Linked DNA regions of Mus musculus: region 2 is linked to region 1. The links are chromatin contacts, called in public HiChIP or PLAC-seq maps. All regions are on one chromosome and are shown on one strand. The core of a region is the stretch at or near the end of the contact, and the rest is flanking DNA. Distances in the headings are between cores, read along the strand shown.

Evidence for each region. HiChIP or PLAC-seq counts read pairs in DNA pulled down with a chosen protein or histone mark.
Region 2: an H3K4me3 HiChIP or PLAC-seq map of embryonic forebrain shows a contact between it and region 1, with 4 times the contacts expected there. The contact joins the enhancer-like site here to the promoter of Gabbr2 in region 1. A contact is called at or near these places in 3 of 39 promoter capture datasets (the 3T3-L1 cell line, liver and stem cell-derived epiblast-like cells), 2 of 115 datasets of contacts at active chromatin or transcription factors (embryonic forebrain and embryonic midbrain) and 1 of 9 other capture datasets (adipose tissue).

What each region holds. Positions count from the first base shown.
Region 1 is chr4:46,989,978-46,993,196 of GRCm38.p6, reverse strand. Gabbr2 (gamma-aminobutyric acid (GABA) B receptor, 2) reads left to right here and starts at 1,483. Exons shown (of 19, transcript NM_001081141.2): 1 at 1,483-2,089. The coding sequence starts at 1,772.
Region 2 is chr4:46,568,091-46,571,519 of GRCm38.p6, reverse strand. All of the region lies in intron 1 of Coro2a (coronin, actin binding protein 2A), which reads left to right. Among named protein-coding and RNA genes, the nearest start is that of Coro2a, 32 kb to the left of the region's middle. Within about 2 kb of position 1,684, at least 18 of the 459 cell types and tissues checked have an H3K27ac peak or open chromatin away from gene starts, as enhancers often do.

The DNA.
Region 1 (3,219 bases), core at 234-2,733:
TCTAGACTATTTTTTTGGCTGGAAGATGGGGGTGCTTGGATGAGCTGTGCTCTTGTACAAAACCTTCAGCCGAGAGGGGAGGAATTATAGCCGCCTAGAAAGTGGCTATGCGGGCAGGCGCCCTGGCTGATTTGGCCTCAGGGTCTCTGGAGCTGTCCAAGGTACTGCCGTCCTCAATTCAGCCTGGGCTCTATCTTCCAGGTTTCCTCCGGGTTTCCTGCCCAGCTCCAAATATGCAGACTCCATTTAGATGACCCATTACAAACTGTGTGGAGGAACGGGATCTAGAGCTACTGAGAGCACCGTGGCCTCCATGTCCTCCTTTTGGAAGGGCTTTCCAATATCAGGGGTGCATAAGAGTCCTTTGTGGCTGTGCATTCTGCTTCCCCTGTATTAGCTGTATATTATCGATCAGTGTATTCTTCTGTAAAACGGGAATGATAGACCCACTGTACTAAGCGTATACGGCTGTTTTGAGGATACATCAGATATGTCAGGTAGCAAGCAGTTAGTGAAGGTTAAATTCCCACCCTTGTTACAAGGTCGTGCTTTTGGTCCACAATGCTTGGATGGGCTGTTTTATAATGTAATGTAATGTATCCTTGTACTAGTCAGGCTTTGGGATGTTGTAGGTTAGTGCTCACAAGTGCCATGATTCACAGGGAGGCACAGAGGGGTTACTCAGGTTCATCTTGTCCAGGACTACTTTGCCTGGGGTTATCCAGTGTGTTTATACCACCTGGGAGACAGAATGAGCCAAGTCCAGGCTGTGCTTCTTGGGACTGAAGACAGGGTTCCCACCCAGGGGAGAATTTTAAGGCGGGGCCCTCTGGGACTGGGGACACCGGGAGGTCAAACGCCTGGAGGAGGCGGTAGTACTCATAGGTCTCCTATCCCAGCCCTGACCTGGGCTTGGCAAAGGACTCCAGACTGGATCAAGGGTCCCAGGTTCCCTGGTAGCTGGCACAGGAGAGCGCAGGCTGCTGGTGCCCCTAGGACACCTTTGTAGAACGTTCGTTTCCTCGACTCGCCCGCCCAGACCTGGGAGAAGCAGTACCCAACCACCTTGCAGGTGCTACAGGAAGCGCAAGGCGAGGCGCCCGCGTCCCCCGCGCATAGCAGCTTCGATTCCCCCGAACGTGGGGCTCTGGAGCTCAGTCCCCGGCGGCGGGGTCAGCCGGCCGCAGCAGCCGGCGCGGCGCAGCGCCCGGGGCGCGAGTGTGCGTGTGCCGGGAGCACGGCCCTCCCCGCGGCAGCCGCAGCGCCGGCGCCTCCCCCTCCCCCGGCGCGCACGGCCCGTCCCTGTCCCCGGAGGCGGCCCGAGCCGCCGCTCAGCAGCCTTGCCTTCGCCTCCCGAGCCTCCTGCCGCCCTCCCTCCCCTGGCCGGGCTCCAGGGTCCGACGTCCCGCGGCTCCGAGCAGGAAAGAGCTGCGATCGCGCACGGAGGCGGGAGGAGGCGGCCGGGTGCGGGGCGGCCGCGCTGGAGAGAGGCGCGCGGAGACTCGGCCCCCTCGGCGCTCGCTCGCTCGCTCGCTCGTTGGCTCCCCGCCTCCCGCACTCCGCTGGCTCCCACCCCTTCCCGGCGTGATTGATCCGTCACGGGCGCCGCCGCCGCCGCCGCGGCCGTTCTGAGCGAGCAGAAGCCGGAGCCGAGCCGGGGCCCGTGCCGGCGCCATTGCGCGGGAGCCGCGGGCAGAGCTCGGCGCCGGGCGGCGGGCCGGGCCAGGCCATGCGGGCCGAGTGAGCTGGCGCCCGCAGCCCGCGGCGCGGCATGGCTTCCCCGCCGAGCTCCGGGCAGCCCCGGCCGCCGCCGCCACCGCCGCCGCCCGCGCGCCTGCTGCTGCCCCTGCTGCTGTCGTTGCTGCTGTCGTTGGCTCCCGGGGCCTGGGGCTGGGCGCGGGGCGCCCCCCGGCCGCCGCCCAGCAGCCCGCCGCTCTCCATCATGGGCCTCATGCCGCTCACCAAGGAGGTGGCCAAGGGCAGCATCGGGCGCGGCGTGCTCCCCGCCGTGGAGCTAGCCATCGAGCAGATCCGCAACGAGTCACTCCTGCGCCCCTACTTCCTGGACCTGCGACTCTACGACACCGAGGTAAGTGTCCAGTGACCCATGCCGTCGAGGCTGGGGGCGTCGAGGAGGGACAGAGCCGTGATTGTCTCCTCCTCGCTGGCTGACCGCGTACTGGGTCCATCAGGGTCTCACTGGGCTTGGCTGGAGCAGGTGGGACCCTGATCTGTGAGCACCTTCCACCTCTGTGTGGGTGTGGAATGGGGGTCTCCTTTGACCAGAGGAGGAGTTAGAGATGTGAGAGGTTGGACTCCCAGAGGCCTGCGCCGGTTGCCCCTGTCCGGTGCTGCTCCTAGGGTTGTCAGGTGCCAAGTAAGAGGAACACGCACACTGATTACAAACTGGGCCAGCCACAGCTGGACAGGCTATGGGGCCTATTCCCAGACCCTAAAAATTCCAAGCCGCCCTTTTAGGGCTAGAGGGCTCCAGGACCCTCGGGGGCCAAGCTTCGGGCAGGACCGATCCTGTGGTGCACTTCTGCAGCTCAGGGCTCGCGCGCGCCACGGTCAGCCTCGGAGCCCGGAGGGTTCTGCAGCGCTGCTGCCTGGATCTGTCCAGCGCTGGCAGTAGCTGGAGCAGTTTTGGGAGACTCCCCTTCCCCCTCTCCCCGCCTTGGGTTAGTTGCTCATAGAGTGGCTTGACAGGTCTAGCCCGGGACGTGTGGTGGTGTCCGATCGCGCTTCCACTTTTGTTCAGCAGCTGCTAACACCGCTGAGCAGGTGCACACTTGAGGCGTTCGTGTCGTGGGAGCCTAGACTTGGAGTGTGGCAGAGGGTTCCCCTCTGGCCTTCTTTTCTGAGCAGAGCTGGAGAACCAAGACCTTTCCATCCCAAACCCCGATCTCACGCCCTCATGTCTAGGTTTCCAAGGAGCCTCAGCTCAGACCCTGACTGCCCACTCTGAGGCTAGGACGAAGAGAGGGCCTGGAAGAGCGATCAGGAATAAGGACGGGTTTGCGAGTTTTTCCGGACCCAGGGAGCCCCTACTCTCCGGTCCGCAGCCTCGAGAGATAAGATTCGGCCTGAAGGGGGCAGTGATTTCCTTTACTGAGAGCTCTGTTGGCGCCTCTTGCATCTCTCCCAGCAAAGCCAGGGCGAGCTCTGGACCCTTGCTTCCCGGGCTCCCCCAGCGCACCTTTGCTGGAGCTCCCGGGC
Region 2 (3,429 bases), core at 435-2,934, 420 kb after region 1:
CCAATTAAAGAGCTGTTGGTTACAGCCAAGATATTTGTGCCACTACTGCACAGGGTATGCTGTAGTGGTCACTGAGTGGTTCATAGGCGTCCAAGTTTAATAGGACTGTTGGTTGCCCTAAGCTCTGTGTGTGTGTGTGTGTGTGTGTGTGTGTGTGTGTGTGTGTGAGAGAGAGAGAGAGAGAGAGAGAGAGAGAGAGAGAGGTGGGGGGAGAGAGACGTCCACAGAGGTCTGATCTCTTAAGAGTTACAGGCTATCATGAGCCACCAAAGTGGATACTATGAATCGAACTCAGATCCAGTGGAAGAGAGCACACATTCTTAACCCCTGAACCATCTCTTCGACCTAAGGTCTTGAACTTTTTTGATCCTTCTGGCAAGGAGCTGAGATTACTACCAGGATTTGTTCAAAACAACCTGTTAAGAAGCACATGCTAAGCTGGGCATGATGGCACTTCCCACTGAGAAGGCAGAGGCAGGGAAACCTCCATGAATTCAAGACCGGCCTGTCTAAATAATACTTTTCAGGCCAACCAGGACTACATATTGAAACTCTGTCTAGGAGAGAAAGAAAGAAAGAAAGAAAGAAAGAAAGAAAGAAAGGAAGGAAGGAAGGAAGGAAGGAAGGAAGGAAGGAAGAAAGAAAGAAAGAAAGAAAGAAAGAAAGAAAGAAAGAAAGAAAGAAAGAGAAAGAAGAGAATGAGGGAGGAAGGGGAGGAGGGAGGGGAGGAAAGAGGGGAGGAGGTAGGGAGGGAGACAGAGACAGAGAGAGAGAGAGAGAGAGAGAAAGAGAGAGAGAGAGAGAGGAGAAGAGAGTAGGGGGCACGTAACAAAACAGGGAGATGCTAAGTGTGTGTCAACCAACAGAATACAGTCTTTTTTTTTTTTAAGATTTATTTATTATTTTATGTAAGTACACTGTAGCTGTCTTCAGACACACCAGAAGAGGGAGTCAGATCTTGTTACGGATGGTTGTGAGCCACCATGTGGTTGCTGGGATTTGAACTCTGGACCTTCGGAAGAGCAGTCCAGTGCTCTTACCCACTGAGCCATCTCACCAGCCCCCAGAATACAGTCTTGAACCTGGTATCTCTCTCCCTGCTTTGGCTACCCCACCCCACCCCAAGTGTGAAGATGAGTACTTCATACAATGGGGTGATCTGGAGTGGGGAGTATTGTGCTGGAACCTGGAGCAAAAGGAGGACAAGAGGCAGGGGCATCTTCGGAGCCCAGAGAGTGCCAGCCAAAGACCTGGCCCTTATGGCTTTATTCCAGACCATTCAGGAGGAAGTATGTGCCAAGATTGGGTATCCAAAGGCATAGTGTTCAGGGGTACAGGGAAGACAGTACAAAAAGGTGGGGGGGGGGGGTGCATGGGACCCACCTTCCAAGTCCAGCAGAAGCCTTTGAGGAATAAGGGAGATTCATGGTGGGGTTTATGGGAACTCATATGTGAGAAACACAGACCCCTCCCCAAGAACACAGCAACTGGAGCTGCAGGGCGTGAACAAGAACTTGGCTTGTGGAGAGGCCTTGGTCATCTCTGGAGTTGCCCTGCCAGCTAACCCCAGCTCTGGACAGTTGGGAGGGGGAGGGGGAAGCTCTCTCTCCTGATGAGCCTAATCTCATCAAGAAGAAAGGCTCTCTCTTGGCTGCCGCCAGCTTCAATCTGTGTTTTCTATGGGCCTGTGGGAGGCATCTGTGCCAGACCAGAAGGATGGAGGGGGAGGGGAAGCAGCCGAGGGACCTGAGAACTGGGCTTGATTCTGTGAGCATTTGCTGGTCGAAGGGTGCCTGTGCCTGCACTAAGATGCTTGATGCCATGGAGGGATCCCAGAATCTGCCCGAGGCTGTGCTGACAGACAAGCCAGAGGGCTTCCCTAACCCACCCCCACCCCCATCTCCCTGAAGCCCTTAGGGAACGGGTGGAAGCTAGTAAAGCCACCATCTTTGAACTCTTCCTGACCACTGAGCTTGGTCCTTAGCTTTGAACACAGGTGTGTCTGTGTGTCCATACTTCTGTGGGGTGCCAAGGGTCAGACCCTCAAGCTGCTCATGCAAAGAGGCCACTTTCCAGAATATCTGAGATATCTTCTCAGATCCAAATGCTCAGCGAGGGACACACATGCCTTTCCTGAACTAAGTCAAATGAGTGGCCTGGAGCCCAAATGCTACAGTTTCAACTAAGGCTTTGTGCTATACAACAGTATTCCCAGTGCTCAGGAGGTAAAGGCTGGAGAATCGGCAGTTCAAGGCCATCCTCAGCTATATCCATAGTTGGAGGCCAGCCTGGGGTATGTAGACTCTGCCTCGAAAAGAAAATAATAATAAAAAAAGAAATAAAGGCTCCAGGCCCAATCCCTAGCATCGCCACACATTAGAGTAGAGTAACCCGGTAGGAGGTGGGGAGAGGGGCTGGCAGGAGACTGCAAGGATTTCATCCAGACTCTAAGGGCTCTGCCCAACAGAAGCCTTTAGAAGAGTGGTTCTCAACCTGTGGGTTGTGACCCATCTGGGGAGTCAAAAGAACTTTCCACAGGGGTCACCTAAGACTATCAGAAAACACAGAGAGGTACATCACCATCCATAACGGCAAAATGACAGGAAGTAGCAACAAGAATAATTTATGGCTAGGGGGTCACCGCAACACGAGGCCGCGGCGTCAGGAAGGTTGAGGACCACTCTGGATCTCGAAACACACAACATCTACACTAACGTGAAAACTCACCACTTTACATAAAAATTCAACTGAACACACACCCCAGCCATGCCGTCCAGTGCTCAGTGGCCACGCCTATCTCTGAATGGAGTGATCATAGGATGTCATCACCGTGCTGTCCTCTCCACCTCCTAGCAATTTACAGACGTCTCTTCCCCCATCGGTAACATCAGACAGGACAACACCCTGCGGTAAGTGGCTAGGGCTTACTCTCGTGCCGTGTGTTGGGCGCATTCCAGGTATACACACAACCCTGCAGCAACCCCACAGTAATGAGATCTCCTCACTTTACTGATGAGGAAGGTAAGACACGGAGAGGGGAAGGATCTCGCCCAGCATCACCCAGCTAGCCAGTGACTGGAGAGAGAAGCTGAGCCGCTCACAAACAGACCCAACCCTTCCGTAGGGCAGGCCTGAGATTCACACATATAAATTAGACCACACAGCTCTCATCTAACAAACCTTAGCTGAGACCGCAGCATTTGGGCTACGGGCCAGTCACTTGACTTAGTTCAGGAAAGGCAGGTATTGTGTGGTGCTGAGGATGGGACCGGGAGCTTTTGCATGCTAAAAAAGCCACATCTCCAGCCCCTGGACTTATTTCAGAGTCAACCCCCGGAGCTGTAAGATTGAATCTATGACTGTTAAGCCTATATCTCTCCGATCAGACTGACAACTACGGTGTTGCCATCACCCCTAAAGACAGCTAGC